Linked DNA regions of Mus musculus: regions 1 and 3 are each linked to region 2. The links are chromatin contacts, called in public Micro-C and promoter capture Hi-C maps. All regions are on one chromosome and are shown on one strand. Each heading gives the region's core, a stretch centred on a gene start, on an enhancer-like site or on the middle of the called end of the contact. The rest is flanking DNA. Distances are from core to core; before and after follow the strand shown. Region 1 holds the start of A030001D20Rik (RIKEN cDNA A030001D20 gene). Region 2 holds the start of Ldha (lactate dehydrogenase A). Region 3 holds the start of Dbp (D site albumin promoter binding protein).

What was found. Promoter capture Hi-C pulls out the DNA fragments that hold promoters and counts their contacts. A called contact is a pair of places that touch in the nucleus more often than the background predicts.
Region 1: a contact with region 2 is called in a Micro-C map of embryonic stem cells, with 7 times the contacts expected there. The contact joins the promoter of A030001D20Rik here to the promoter of Ldha in region 2. A contact is called at or near these places in 1 of 39 promoter capture datasets (cranial neural crest), 1 of 484 Hi-C or Micro-C datasets (embryonic stem cells), 1 of 115 datasets of contacts at active chromatin or transcription factors (pancreatic cancer cells) and 1 of 9 other capture datasets (pancreatic islet).
Region 3: a promoter capture Hi-C map of liver shows a contact between it and region 2, with 3 times the contacts expected there. The contact joins the promoter of Dbp here to the promoter of Ldha in region 2. A contact is called at or near these places in 3 of 39 promoter capture datasets (the C10 cell line, liver and pre-B cells), 1 of 484 Hi-C or Micro-C datasets (CD4 T cells), 1 of 115 datasets of contacts at active chromatin or transcription factors (pancreatic cancer cells) and 1 of 9 other capture datasets (liver).

Annotation. Positions count from the first base shown.
Region 1 is chr7:45,635,716-45,640,689 of GRCm38.p6, reverse strand. A030001D20Rik (RIKEN cDNA A030001D20 gene) reads left to right here and starts at 1,932. Exons shown (of 2, transcript NR_152217.1): 1 at 1,932-2,007; 2 at 3,552-4,974. It overlaps Rasip1 (Ras interacting protein 1), which reads right to left. Exons shown (of 12, transcript NM_028544.1): 9 at 4,109-4,352; 10 at 3,798-3,970; 11 at 2,673-2,820; 12 at 1,598-2,005. The coding sequence ends at 1,806. Mamstr (MEF2 activating motif and SAP domain containing transcriptional regulator) reads right to left here and starts at 713. Exons shown (of 10, transcript NM_172418.2): 1 at 660-713.
Region 2 is chr7:46,843,527-46,848,046 of GRCm38.p6, reverse strand. It overlaps Ldha (lactate dehydrogenase A), which reads right to left and starts at 2,243. Exons shown (of 8, transcript NM_010699.2): 1 at 2,130-2,243; 2 at 302-451. The coding sequence starts at 427.
Region 3 is chr7:45,702,009-45,706,568 of GRCm38.p6, reverse strand. It overlaps Dbp (D site albumin promoter binding protein), which reads right to left and starts at 1,322. Exons shown (of 4, transcript NM_016974.3): 1 at 807-1,322. The coding sequence starts at 945. Car11 (carbonic anhydrase 11) reads right to left here. Exons shown (of 9, transcript NM_009800.4): 4 at 3,950-4,135; 5 at 3,641-3,736; 6 at 3,435-3,507; 7 at 2,956-3,110; 8 at 2,691-2,856; 9 at 1,898-2,080. The coding sequence ends at 2,055.

The sequences.
Region 1 (4,974 bases), core at 683-3,182, 1.2 Mb after region 2:
GAATTTTGGAGACAGTGTGAAAGGTTAGAGACAAAAGTACTGGGCCAGATCAGCTCTTTTGGGGGATGACTGGTCTCTGGGCCCTTGGGTCTGAGAAAGGAGGGCTGGTCCTGAACCTCCGGGTGTGAGAGACACGGGCTGGGGCCTGGAGCCCTAGGACTGAAGAAAGGTTGCGGCCTGGAGTTCTGGCTGGAGGGAGAAGTACTTGGGCATGGACTGCTGTGTCTGTAGAAGGCTTTGGGCCTGGAGTTCTGAGTCGGAAGCAAAAGGGCTGGGTCTAAATCCCTGGATCTTGGCGGTACAGGAAGGACCTGCGTCATGGGCTCCTGCATCTAAGAGGGAGAGCATTGGAATCTGGAGTTCTGGGCCTTTGAAAGTGCAGGAAGCAGTCGTCTGGAGTCTGAACCCTGAAGGAGGAGGAGATTAAGGACGAGAACTGCATGCTGTTAGGGACTAGAATCGAAGATTCTAGGACAGACGGGAATCAAAGAATATGACAAGTGTCTGGGAAACATAGGGGTCCCTGAAACAGAATGGGTTGAGTGTCATGCACGGGGCTCTGTGGGAAAGATATTGGGACCAGAAGGGGGAACCAGAACGGAGAATGAAGGGTAAAATGAAAAAAAAAAATCCCCATATCTACCCCAGGGGCTTCTCACCAGGTAGGCTCCTCTCAGCTACTCAGCTGTGCCTTGAAGCGGGTGGAGTCTCCCGGATTAGGCTGGAGACCTTAGGCTCCACCCCACAAGCCTTGGGCCGCCCTCGACTCCCCTTTCTAGGGCGAGTGGGAGTCAAGAGAGCGAGCCTTGGATCAGAAGCCCTGCAAGGACCCAGAAAAGGGGCGGGACACACACGCCGTGAGGACCGGCCTGGCTCACTTCGAGGGTTCCCTTACTATCTCCTCCCCCGAGTCCCGAGCTGTGGGTTGGGTGGAGCGGTCACTGGCGACAGACAGGAGCAGGTGCAGAGAGAGGGACCCGGGTGAGCAACAGCGGCAGGTGGTCGTGTTCAGACCCTGCCGGCAGGTGCCACCTGTTGGTTCTTTTTTTCCTGACACAGCAGTAGGAGTCAAGTTCAGAGGAGGGGAAAGTTCAAACATGAGGCCCAGACTCCTAGTTCTAAAAAGGAAGGGGGCAGAAGTCAGGACTCTGGGTCTGAGGGTGGTGGACGGAGTCTTAGGCCTCTGGTATGGGAGAGGAGAGCTGAGGTTTGCATTCTTGGATCTGATGGAATAGGACTAGTACCCGAGAGGTGCTGGGTGTTGGAAGTCAGCGGTGTGCACAGTAGGCAGACAGCATCGGAAGGACTGGGGGGAGAAAGCTAAAGTTTGGACTTTGTAGGTAAGAGGGAGATGGTGATGACCTGTTCTCACTGGTAGTACATGGGGTCTGATATTCAGAAGAACATGGTCCAGGCTGTGTTCCGAGTTGTGTGACAGTGCTCAGTACTACAGGGTCACATTTCGTGCTAGAGGGCAAGCTGAGGCCATGGCTAGAAATATCTCCCCAAACTCGGCAGACGCCCAACGTTCCAAGCACAGTCCCTGGCACCTTAAAAAAAAATCTTTGCTAAGGCCCCCAAATCTTGACAAGTGAGGTCAATACCACAGATATTTTTATTACTTCTTGGCATTCACATCCCAAGCCCATCTTCCCACTGTCCCATCGTCTACCAACCCAACAACTCAAACTCTCAGCCGTCTACGCAGGGAAAACTACAACTCCCAAAATGCTCTACGCCCAGGCGGGCTCCCTTTTAAGAAGCGATGCAGTTTCAAGCTGCGCGCGTTCCTTTCTCATTGGTTTTCAAGGTGTCGAAGCCACCGGGGGTCCATGGCGATGATTGGCTGGCAGCTCCTGCTGTTCAAGATCCCAGAGGAGGCGACGGAGCCTGCGCAGTTCTCTATGCAATGCGTCATCTGTCACAGGGCCGGTGAGGCGCAGGCGTGAGCTGCCCAGGGGCAGGATGAGCGGAGGGTGCGAGGAAAAACTTTCAAAGATATCCCCTGTGAGTACGAGGAAAACCGAATTAAAAACTCAGCATGAGTGTGAGGTGGTCTATCTCCTTAAGTAAGAAACGATGAGACTGGGTTCCCTGTGTTTCAAAGGATGACGGGAATTTTAGCTAAAACGTGTGTGTGGGGAGGGGGGAGGAGGTGACACATAATCCCGGCACTCTGGAGGCAGAGGCAGGTGGATCTCTTTGAGTTCGAGGCCAGCCTGATCTACAGAGTTACAAGACAGCCAGGGCTACAGAGAGAAATCCTATCTTGAAAAGCCAAGAAAACTAGGGAAAAAAGGCCCATTACCAGGAAAATAGGGTCCCAGGTACCCTGGAACCTTGAGGATGGGCTGGGGAACCTTGGGAGATTTCTGAGGATTGAGAAACCTATCCCTCTGTTAGTTGGGTTAGGGCAAGAGATGTGGAGAGACGAGGCTAAGAGATTAAGTCTAAGTAAAAAAAACAATGAAATGTTTGAACTCTTCTTAACTTACTGAAGGGGACCGCAAAGTAAGCAAGCCCTGCTACTGTTATAATTGCAGCCAGTCTTTAAGCCCTTCAGAGAGGGCATCTGAACCCTGGGAACTGAAAGTGGGAAGGGCTGGGAACAGGGACTCTTAGGTCTCAAATAAAGAAGACATCTCAATGTTCGTTAGCCCGGATCTGCACACCTGTGTCCACAGCATCCCGCTCTGCAGGTGGTGGGTCCCAGGCTGGTGGGGGACCACGGCCAGGACCCAACTGGTAGTGGCTGAGGAGATGGTGGAGCTGAGCTGGAGTCAGGGTGGGGTAGTCAGTCCGTAAGCTGCTCCATGAAGCCTAGGGGAAGTCCCCAAGTTAGACGTCTGTGGTCACAGCTGGGTCCCATAGGGCAGGCCAGCCATCCCAGTTTCTTAGGAGGTTGAGGCAAGAGGATTCAAAGTACAAGGCCAGGTTGGGAAACATGGTGAAACTCTTATCTCAAAATTAAAAAGTAAAAAGGGGTCTTGGAGATGCAGGTCAGCGGCAGTGTTTGCCTGGCATATGCAACTCTCTGGGTTCAATCCCCAGTACTGTAATAAGATAGAAATCAGTGAAGTGAAGGGCCTGGGGTGAAGGCTTAGCAGTTAAGAACAATTGCTGCTCTTGCAGAGGACCCAGCTGAGAACTAGTTTGCTTCCCAGCACCTACGTGGCCTGTAAGTCCCATTTCAGAAGAGCTGCCCTCCACTTCTGGCACGTCATGGTCATGGTGCACATATATACACGTGCAGACAAAAGTAGAGGCCTAGTGTGCTCGTGACCACCTTTAGTCCCAGCAACTCAGAAGACAGGGGTAGGTGACTCATTTGTGAGCTCAAGGCCAGACTAGTGAATTCCAGGTCAACCAGAGCTACACAGCAAGACCAAACAAACAAACAAACAAATGTGAGCTACCTGATTCAGTTTTCTCATCTGAAGAAAACTATTGATAATCTACTTTGAATGGGGGGTGTTTGTTGACATTATCATCACCGTTCCCATCATGCAACCAACGAATGATAACCAGCATTTTCCTCTGTCTCAAACCAGAATTCTGACTCAACGCATCTAAGAAATGGAGCATAGAAAACTCTTTCTAGCAAGTTCGGAGTCAGAAGCATTCAGCATCCATGTTCAGTCACTCTTGACACCGACTTCTGCGGCTGCCAGTGGCCCGTCATGGTGTCTAAGTCATCTCACGGGCTGGAGATGACTCGGGGTCACAGAGAGGCTGAGTACACAGAGCCGGGATAGAGATTCAAAAGTCAAAGTCATACAAAGCCGACCAAGAGTCACCTTGAGCAGGGAGGTGCGGGGCACACATAGCAGGTTCACAGCAATGGAAAGTTTCCGGAAGAACTCAGTGGCAATGTCACCCAGCCCGGCCCCCTGAAGCCAATCCAACACAAGATCCAAGTTGGTTCTGATTTGGACGGCTCGAGACCATTGATAGAAAGGTCGGCCTTGACCTGTGTAGGAAGAAATGAGAGGCGTTGAATGAAGCTACTTCCCAGGCAAAGCCACCCAACGCTGAAGCCTGAAGCCTGGCTTATGTCTGCCTGGATTAGGTCTGGATAGCTCCTGGCTCCTCCCAACACAACCCTCACCTCGTTCCATCAGTGAGTTGAGAAGGGATGCATTGGAGAAGAAGAACAAATAGCCAAAAGTCTGGGACACGAGGTCGGGATGCAGCTCACACTGACTGGTCAGTTCTAGAGCTGCCTGGAACACACCCAGAGTAGGCCTGAGCCCAGGCGGCATGGCCTCCAGCTCTGCGCCAGGCCCTGGCAGCTCTGCTCCAGCTGTGAAAGGGTTACTGTCCAGGAGAGCTGGCAGTGTTGAATAAAGAGTCTGGGGGAGGAAACAGGCAACAACCAGAGAGTGACAATCAATAAAGACAATGGGGAATTCCATCAAGGGCTTCTGGGAAATGTAGTCCATTCTACACCATTCCCAGGTGGCTCCCTGATCAATCCCCCATTTCCTCGGTGAATTTCTAGCAGGTATTAGGCTCCCTGGAAGAATCTGTCCTGAGAAATGTTTTTAGTAAAGTTTCTTAGGTATTCTGAGAGCATCTCTTGTGCATTATGTAATCTGTAGTTCTCACAGAGAGGTAGCTCACGTAGGACAGGCCTCTGAACAAAAAAAAGGACCTTCTTCTTCGGTCAAGGAAACGTTTGAGCAGAATTTCCAAAGGAAATTAAAAGAATGGAGAGTCCAGAAGTAGGAGTTGGGTGGCAGCCAGCCAAGGGAAATTCGAGCAAGCCAAGGACAGGAAACGAAGGCGATGACAGAAAAAACGTCAGGGTCTACTTGTCAAGACCACACAAGAAGTAAACCCTTAGAGGAAAGGGTTTCACAAGCAGGGCCACTCCCGGGTCATTCACTTGGTATGTCCCTCTTATTTTACAGATAAGAGAATGCATTTACCAAAACCAAAACCCAACCTGCAAATAGGAAGGTCAAAGGTGGT
Region 2 (4,520 bases), core at 994-3,493:
ATTTTATTTTATTTTATTTTTGGAGACAGCCCTGGCTGTCCTGGAACTCACTTTGTAGACCAGGCTGGCCTCGAACTCAGAAATCCACCTGCCTCTGCCTCGCAAGTGCGAGGATTAAAGGCGCCCGGCTGTCAGTTACTTTGGATAATCCCTTTCTTGTGTATCATTATGTTGCAAAATGTTTCACAGATGACTGAGTGTGTGCAAACCTTGATAGTTTTACATACAATGTGACAATGTAGGGATGTCCTCTCCCCCACACCCCACCCATAGGCTTGGGCCATGAAGGATCTCCACTTACCTTCATTAAGATACTGATGGCACAAGCCATGCCAACAGCACCAACCCCAACAACTGTAATCTTGTTCTGGGGAGCCTGCTCTTCCTTAAGAAGATTCACAATCAGCTGGTCCTTGAGGGTTGCCATCTTGGACTTTGAATCTTTTGAGACCTAAGGGGTATACACCGTGTGTCATTGTAACCTGCCCAAGGTATACTCACCAAGTCCCTGTATTTAAAAAAAAAAAAAAAAAAACGCTGACTTTGCTACCTTTGGACTCCTTTTCCATTAAGTGACAATGTGACAAAGAACAGAAGTGGAAAACCAAGAATAGCCAGCGCCAGGGTGTGGTCTGGCTCTCACCAGGAAGGCTCTCACCTTGAAATGGAAAAATAATACCGAGGTCTCCGTGTACGTGTAGCCGCCTGAGGACTTACTCATCTTGATGAACCCCAAAAGGGGATGGTATCTCCTCTTATATGGTTAGAAAGCTGCCCTCCCGCTCTTCTCCCATCACCCAGAGCCCTACAGCAAGTAGAGCGCCAAGTTGCTCCAGGAAGTACCAAAAATCAAGAGCAGAGGGCGCCAATAACGGCCACAAGGTGCGACCCCAAGGCATAGCAACGTGCTTAAGCCTGCGCACGCGCAAGCTTCCTTCCTAACCCCCCCACCCCCGCAAGAACCCAAGTTGTATGACCAGCCCAGATCCAGAAGACTGGCAGGCGGGGGAAGGCAGTGCGCGTGCGCAATTTCAGAATCAGGTGTCATATATATAGGTCTAGCGACTGCTGGCCATGGATGAGACCTCTGGCAGGCAGTTCGGCGTCAAAGTTTGGCCCTTACTAGAGCCCAAAGCACAAGCGCGGTGAAGTGGAGCTGGCAGCCACCTTAGCCTGGTGCCAGAGTGAGATCTCAAATGCCACTAACAGGATTAGGGCCTTCACCCACCAGGGCGGGGCCTCATTACCCAGGATGTGGCCGCTAAGGGAAATTTCTTCAGTTCCAAAATGGGGATACAATTGCGGAGGGCCTGAGGCCTGGAGCCCACTCCCACCCCCGCGATGGCCACCTTTCCCAGCAAGCACCATGTCTATTTTTGAAATCGTTCCAAAGTGCAAAAGGACTGGACAAGATCTCTGGGCAAGCAGCCTAGGGCCATCAAGCAGGAATCCGGTCTCCTTACAACCGCTGCTATTTCTAGACAGCCTTGTGAGGTCTCTGCTGACTGGGGGCAGGGCGTGGGGCTCTTCCCTCAGAGAATCTACTTCACGCAAACCTCAAGTCTGTGCTCTATTAGGACAGGGTGCCTCTACTTCCCACCTACGACCCGATGGGTGTCGCAGGCCTCTCAGCTACAGGTTTCCTCCTTCCGTCTAGGGTGCAGAGGAAGGACTGCGACTCTTCCCGCTTCCTCTCCGCACGCAGCGCGCTTAGCACGATCCCCAGTCACACCAGGAGCGAGCCTCTTAACAAAATGCGTTTAGGGCAAGAGCGCCCTATAATCTGCAGGAAACAACCACTCCACCGAGCCCACGCAAAGGAAAATGCAAACCGCACGGCTGCTCCGAAGCACCCGCCCCGGACGTGCCAAGGCTTTTTCGGCCCCCATGGGCTCGAGTTACGGGAGCTCAAGTTTCGCACCGCTCCCTCGCCCCCGTTCGGTGGCTCCCAACCTTCAGGCCAGCCACCCCTTAGTCCTCTTTACACGGGTCTCGCCGCCCCAGGCTGGGTGGGGCCGCCTGCTCAGTTCCCCAAAGCACAGTAGCCCACGCGTGCCCAAATCTGAACACCCTGCACCTCCACCCCGGATAGGGACCCCCTGTGCCGGCAGCGTGGGGCCCAACCGTACCGCTAGTGCACGATGGGGGGGCGACTGGCGAGGAGAAGCAGCGTGGCCCGAGCTCGGCGACAGTGGCTCCAGCACGCAGAGCAGCACGCGGGCGGGGCCTTAAATGGAAGCTCCGCGCTGACGTCAGAGTGGGAGCCCAGCGGACGTGCGGGAACCCACGTGTAGGCTGGGCCGGGGGCGGGCGTCCAGCCGGGCTAGGCGCCACCGAGACCGGGGCGGCGCGCGCAGCACGATGTCCCTGCAAGAGTGGCTCCACGTGTGCTGCGACACCCCAAAGAAAGGCCAACCCGACATGCTCCTCAGCCTCAGAAGCAGGAGCCCGAAATGCATCGATCCTCCGCCTCCTTCACCGGAAAACTTGTGAGACTCAGAAAAAACCCTGGTCACTTTCTTCATTGCTGTTCCCGGCGCCGGGAACAACTCCTGGCAAGCAACAGGCCTTCAGTAAATATTGTGTGAAAGCACATGCCAGCACCGTGCCGGTCTATCCGCCATAGCAGCCTATCAGATGGGCCTTTCTCCTGCCCCACTTCCATCTCCCAAACCATGGGGGGAGGGGGGTGCGGCTCAGCTTCTGATGGCTTGCCAGCTTACATCCATATCTGCCCTCTCCCATGCCATCCCGCAGGCATTTGTGTTTAGCCTTACCAAGGAGTATCAGGGCCCTTGCTTGTTTTCACACACCCCCTCTGCCTTTAAACGTCTTTCTAGAGGTCTCATTAAGCTGTGAGGCCAGTTCCTGTTCCTCTCCCAGCTCCCGATCAACCGTATGTGAATCTTAAGGTACTCCACCACTGATAGGATGTGAAATGGAGTTTGCAACTGCTTTGATTTCCTTAGTGATGGGAAGAACTGTGACTTTCAACCCTGCTCACCCATCTCCCCGGAAGGGATGTGTTCACTGCAGATTAAGGTCTATTACAGTCTTGAGCAAGATTTGAACAAGCTGGTTGCAGGGTGCTGGATATGCAGGGATCATGTGAGAGGGAATGAAGCTCACAGCCCCCCCTTATTTTCGCTTGTCTGTATCCCTTGTGATCTCTTTTATAACAAACAACAGGCTAGGAGTGTGGCCAGGACAGGGACACTTGTCTTGCATACACCAAGGCCTGAGTCCCTCAGCAGAGCGCAAATTTAAAAAAATTAAAAAGTCAAACAGTTGGACCTGGAGAGATGGCTCTGCCATTAATATCACAAAAGCTTGTAACTCCAGATCCAGAGGTTCCAATACCCTCTTGACCTTCATAGAGTCTCTCTCCCCCTATATATAGTTAAAATTATTTTTTTAAAAAAGTCAGAACAAGAGAAATGAAATTTAACTTTTTAAAAGAAAAAAGTGAAGGTGAGTTCTAAGAGACACCAGAGCAAGTAGCAAGCAAGAGGAAGAGGAGAGCCTTGTGGATACCTCAGTGTAGAGTGGTGAGGGGGAAGCACAGGTGGAGATGTAGTAACTACTTGTGCTTATGGTCTTAGATTGGGGGCAGTCCCATGGGACTGAACTATTAACCTGTGGAATACAGTGCTCTAAGCAGAATGTAAACTGGGTTATCAGATGCCCAGGCCAGGTTCATCTGCTAGGAAATTGCTTTGTGCGGAAAACACACGTGTGGAAACCTCATGTGCACACAAGCTCCTTTGACCCCAGAAGGATTCTGGGAAGGGATACTGTTTCTTCCCTTCCCTTAGACCCATATACCCACAGAATGGAAACTCCCTCTTTTCATCACCCTATACTGTGGCCTGTGCACCCTTCAGGGACCCCCTCACAGGTAAGGAGTAGGACTCTGGACCCCATGCAGAACACAGATAGGCCTCCTTCCTCTCAGCAGCATTTGTGCAGCAGCATCACAAGGCCAGCTTCCAGAAAGACCCATACTTTGCACTTTCTTGGTTGCAAAGGGAAAATTCACCCCAGCTCCAGGAAAAATGGGACATCGGTTTAGCTCACTACAATGGTTTTCCAGATGCTGCTGGATGCCCAGGGACCACAAACACAGCTGGAGGCATTGAGGGTGAGGCACAGGGTGCCCAAGGGCAGCTTACAACACCTCAGGTCCCCAGGGCTGTGGGACAATGTTCTTATTCAGTGAAGGATGGGGCCTGCCAGCTTGTTAAATATGTCCCAGCTGGGAGAAAAGCAAGGCAGAGAGCCAAGAGGGGGTGGGGTTGAGAGACAGGTAAGACTCCCAGGAAAGGCCTGTGAAGATACCTCAGGCAGGTTCCATTCCACTACACCAAGACGCTTGGTGATCGCCACTCCAAGCACAGCCTCCCTCCTCCAGGCACATCGGCCATGTTCTGAATCCAAGATAAGTAAGACAAATGCTACTCGCAGAGACTAACAGTAGGTGACTTCTGGGTTCGTCTTCATCCTGACTCTGGGGTAGGCAA
Region 3 (4,560 bases), core at 73-2,572, 1.1 Mb after region 2:
ACAGGAGGGACCCCAAGTTAGAGATATGGCGGAGATACAGAGAAGTGAGGAGACGGGAGCCGTAGGGCAAAGACCCAGGGAGGTGGGTACAGGCAGGGAGAGAACCCAGAAAAAGAAGAGAGGGATAAAGACGGGGCTTGGGGAGACCCAGAGAGAAAAGAGAACAAGGCCCCAGCAATAGAGGGTCAGGGAGACGGGGACCCGGAGAGGGGGAAAAGGCAAAAGTATACAGAAGGATAGGGTTAGGGGCCCGGGAGGGGATTAAGAAACACAAGCACAAGCGACCCAGAGAACGAGGATGGAAGTTTAGAAAGAAGGGTTTAGTGACAGGGTGGGTGAAAGGTTGGGCAGGTGAGAAAGAAAAAGTGACAGCTCAGTAATTCTCCCACCCCCAGCACCCTCATCCCCTCCCCCACAGTCTGTTGGGGCTGGAAGGGGCTCCACTGCTCAGGCACATTCCTCATCCCTAGTTTCCATGTGACCCTGCGAGGCCCCGCCCAAGCCCGTGTCTGCACCGTGTGAGCATCCGACACACCCCCTCCCTTCCCCTAGGACTCCAGGGGTCCAGACTCTGAGGCCAAAGGAAAGAAAGAGGGGTCTGGCACCTAAACTCTGTCCTCAAGTAGGAACACTCCAGGGACTTGACCCTTAGGCCCTCCAGGCGTCAGATTTGGTCCTGGAGGCTGATGGACTGGAAGACCTAAGTGACCTAATGAAGACTAGCAAAGATGGGACACCTAGCTGATAGGTGCCGTGGACCACCACCCCAACAGTTGAGTCCCTAACACAGTGGGACTAGAACTCACAGCTGGCCGGTTCTTTGGGCTTGCTGTTTCCCTGCAGAAGGCTCCTCAGCCCAAGCAGCGCTCCCCCGCCAGGGGGGGCCCCAGCCGGGCCACCCAGCAGCAGGGGGCCCGGGGTCCTGTCGCTCAGAGGCCGCGCCATTGCCGTGGACCTGCTCCCAGGTTCATGAGCTCATGGAGAGTCGAAGAGATGAGATGATATGTCAGTCACCCGCACACTCCAGTGGTTCGGGCGAATGTGTCCCAGAGTCGGGAGAGCGCGGCGTGCAAGCCTCCAGGATCAGGACGCTTCAAATCCTAAGAGCGCTGCGGGGGTTCAACCAGTCAGTTCTGCAGAAAGGTGCAACTCAAAGACTGTCCCGGGAGGCTCCTATAGTCTGGGCGAGTGGGTGACCAAATCAAGCAGCTGTCTCTTTGCAACTGTGGGTCCCCAAGGGACACAGGCGCGCGCTCCTTCTGTACCAAGTGGGCGAGTCTCTGGCTCTAGCCAATTTTGCACTTCTCGCAAAGAAAGGAGCTTTGCAATCTGCACCCAGAGGTGTGCACCCAGGGGCGGAGGAGGGGGCAGGAGGAGGTGGCAGCCTTGAGGCGTGGCCAAAGCAAACTTCTTTCGCGGAAAAAAAAAAATCTAAACCAAAACACCGGACGCCAGAGCGCGCGCCCCTCCTCCGGGCCCCCTCCCTCCACTTGGGCCATGCACCCCAGCCGCGTGCCTTCCTCCGGCTTCTGGCAAGAACCAATCACGTCTCGAGCCCTTGAGACGCTCAGCCAATGAGATGAAGGGATATGCCAAGACCCTGGAGGCGCGTGAGGGGCTGAACTTGTGTAGTTGCCTCGCCTTTTGGAAGAAGGCGGGACACTGACCTATATTTGGCCAATGGGAGGAGGCGCTGGAGGCGGGACCGTGACCCACTTCGGGCCAATGAGGCAGGAAGAAGGGGGAAGCACATGGCTTTGCGCGTGCTATCGGATGCGGGTGTGGGGCAAGAGGGGTACCTCTTAAAGGAGCCGAGTGTTCACAGACTCATTGAGGAAAAAAAGCAGAACATCAATTAGAGCAGATTAAGGCAGAAAGAAGTGGGCTTCGGGAAGGATTTTTTTTTTTTAATATCTAGATGTTCCTCAATCGCGACTGATAAACCACCGAGAAACCGGAAACATTCAGTCCTTTTAATAGCTTTGTTTTGGGGTGAATCCCCTCCCCTGGTGAGGAAACTCAGAACAGGCGGGCGTAATCCTCGTTGGGGAGTCTCAGCGACCGTGAGGACCACCGTCCACTGCAAAGGGAAGCACCGGCTTGAGGGGTGTGGGAGCTGAGCACATAGGACTCTACTAGTCAGGCTGCTAAGGGGGAATGGAATATACCAAGTTGGGGGAATGATCAGCTCCTGGACCAGACCATGTAGGGAGGGAAGAAGGCCACATGGGACGTGCAGAATAGGCTGGTTTGCATAAAGGTACATGGAGAGGATATGGTCTTCTGGGCTGTACCATGTTGAGAAACCAGACAAGAAACTAACCGATTTCCCGGGGCCGAGCCACAGTGGCAGTAAGAAAGACAGAGGGATTGTACCACGCTGATTCTCAGAAAGGGAATAGCAGAAAGACTACAGCTCTAAGTAGGGTCATACCATTTGTAAACAGGTGACCTGGACCGTACCATCTTGGCAAGTAACAGTAGGCAGAGGGCATGGACCAGTATGTAATTGTACCACAAGGAAAACAGGGTGTCAGGCCTTAGACTAAGCTGCAAAGAGGGGTGGGCTGCAGCAGGCTGTTCCATATGGAGAGGTGAGAAAGGACAAGGGATGTATCACACTGAGACAACCACTGGGAATAAGTGCAGACTATCAGGACGTGGAGAAGGAGGGGACACACTAAGCATACCATGCAGGCGGTAGTTGGGGCCTCGGCAGCGCCTCTCGGGATGCCGGGGGTCCCTGTTGCCCCTCAAGGCTCTGTGGGCCAGGGGCTGCAAGGGCCGGCCATTACCACTGAGGCTCTGGAAGATCTGGGAGGGGGGATTCTGGCTCAGGAGTCTCAGGGAGTGCATCTGCCTCAAGAGAAACCACGGGTGAGTGGACCGGGGTGGTGCTCAGGACAGGAGTAGCATGCACACACGGGGGTGGGGGGGGGTGGGGGTGTCAGTCACCTGGAGGGAGGTAATATTGAGAGCCCTGTCGATGAGGATCCAGGTGACAGTCTCAGAGCACGGAGGAGTGCTGAGAGATCCCTGATAGGTGATGAAGCCGAAGGATTCTGGGAACAGGAGCTCCAGGCTCAGGTCTTGAAGAAAGTAGGCATCATCTGCGCAGACATCAAGTCAGCGTAAAAGGGGGTCCCAGATAATGCACAGGGACTTAGTTATGTCTGTTGTCGTATGGAGACTGAATGTAAGGCTTCGGACATGCTAGGCAGGTACCACTGCACCAGGCCCCCAGCCCCTCACCGGGAGATTCTGACCAGGCGCTCGTGACCAAGCTGCATCATCTCCAACCACTCTTCCCTTTCTGTTGTCACCCTGGCTCTTGCTAAGTAGCCCAGGCTGACCTTGAACTTACTCTGTAGCCCACCCTCCTTCCTCAGCCTTCCTAGGAACTGGGGACGCCACCCCTAGCTTGGGGGACTTACTTTTGTAGGAGATTCGGGTGATAGTGTCCCGGTTGAGGAGGCGACTGAGGAATGGGTTGGAACTGCCAGCCACCTACGCAGGAGGCACGAGGCGAGGGAGACGGCAGCCCAGACCTGCTCCACAAAGACCCACCACCCCAGGCTAGCCTCCCAGCCTCCCTGTCCCTCACACCCTGGAAGCCAGTTGCCCTCCTTGCCTCCCTCACATTGACAAAGAGGCTGAGAATGGCCAGGCCGTTGGGGCCCCTTGAGGCAGCACTGAGGTTCCCATAGAGTTCTTGGTTGAAGTGGATTAGCTGCACCTGGGGTGGAAGAGGAGGCACAGAGAAGGGTTTCTTAGCGGAAGATTCAGAGACGATAGATGGTTTCAACTCTCAGGGCTTTGGTGTCCAGAACCGCACCAGGAATTAGTACTTAGGGTAGGGAGAGGCGGCCCTGAGTAGCAGGATGGGTTGAAGCATAAGCTAAGAAACCAGGGTGATCTAGTGTTGGAGGGTCAGGTGAGGGGTCACCACCTCAGCGGAGAAGCCTTCATGGTTGATCTGGTGTTCAGAGCCGGCACCATCTCGAGCTCCAAATAGCAGGCGCAGTTCACTGAGTCGGTGGCTATAAAGAAGGGGACCCCCAGACACGTTGACCACAGGTCGGGATGCAGGTAGGAAGGAGACATGGCGGCCAGTGTTGTACAAGGTTCCCCGGAGCTGCAGGAGAGGTATAAACTATTGGGGGACACAGGGAGAGGAACCTCTCCCATCCTCCACTCTTATTCCCCAAGTCCAACGATTATCTAATATAGCTTGGGCATCAGCTACTCCCCAGGCTCAGACCATATCTTTTGAGGTGCTTAACACTGGTGTCTTAATTCAGTTAACAAGTACTGAACTGCCGGGCAGTGGTGGCACACACCTTTAATCCCAGCACTTGGGAGGCAGAGGCAGGCGAATTTCTGAGTTCAAGGCTAGCCTGGTCTACAAAGTGAGTTCCAGGACAGCCAGGGCTATACAGAGAAACCCTGTCTCAAACAACAACAACAACAAAAAAAAAAAAAAGAAAGAAAAAAGAAAAACAAACAAAAAAATACTCCTAGCCCCGATTTGAGGTCTCGTGGGCAGTTATGGGGATTTGC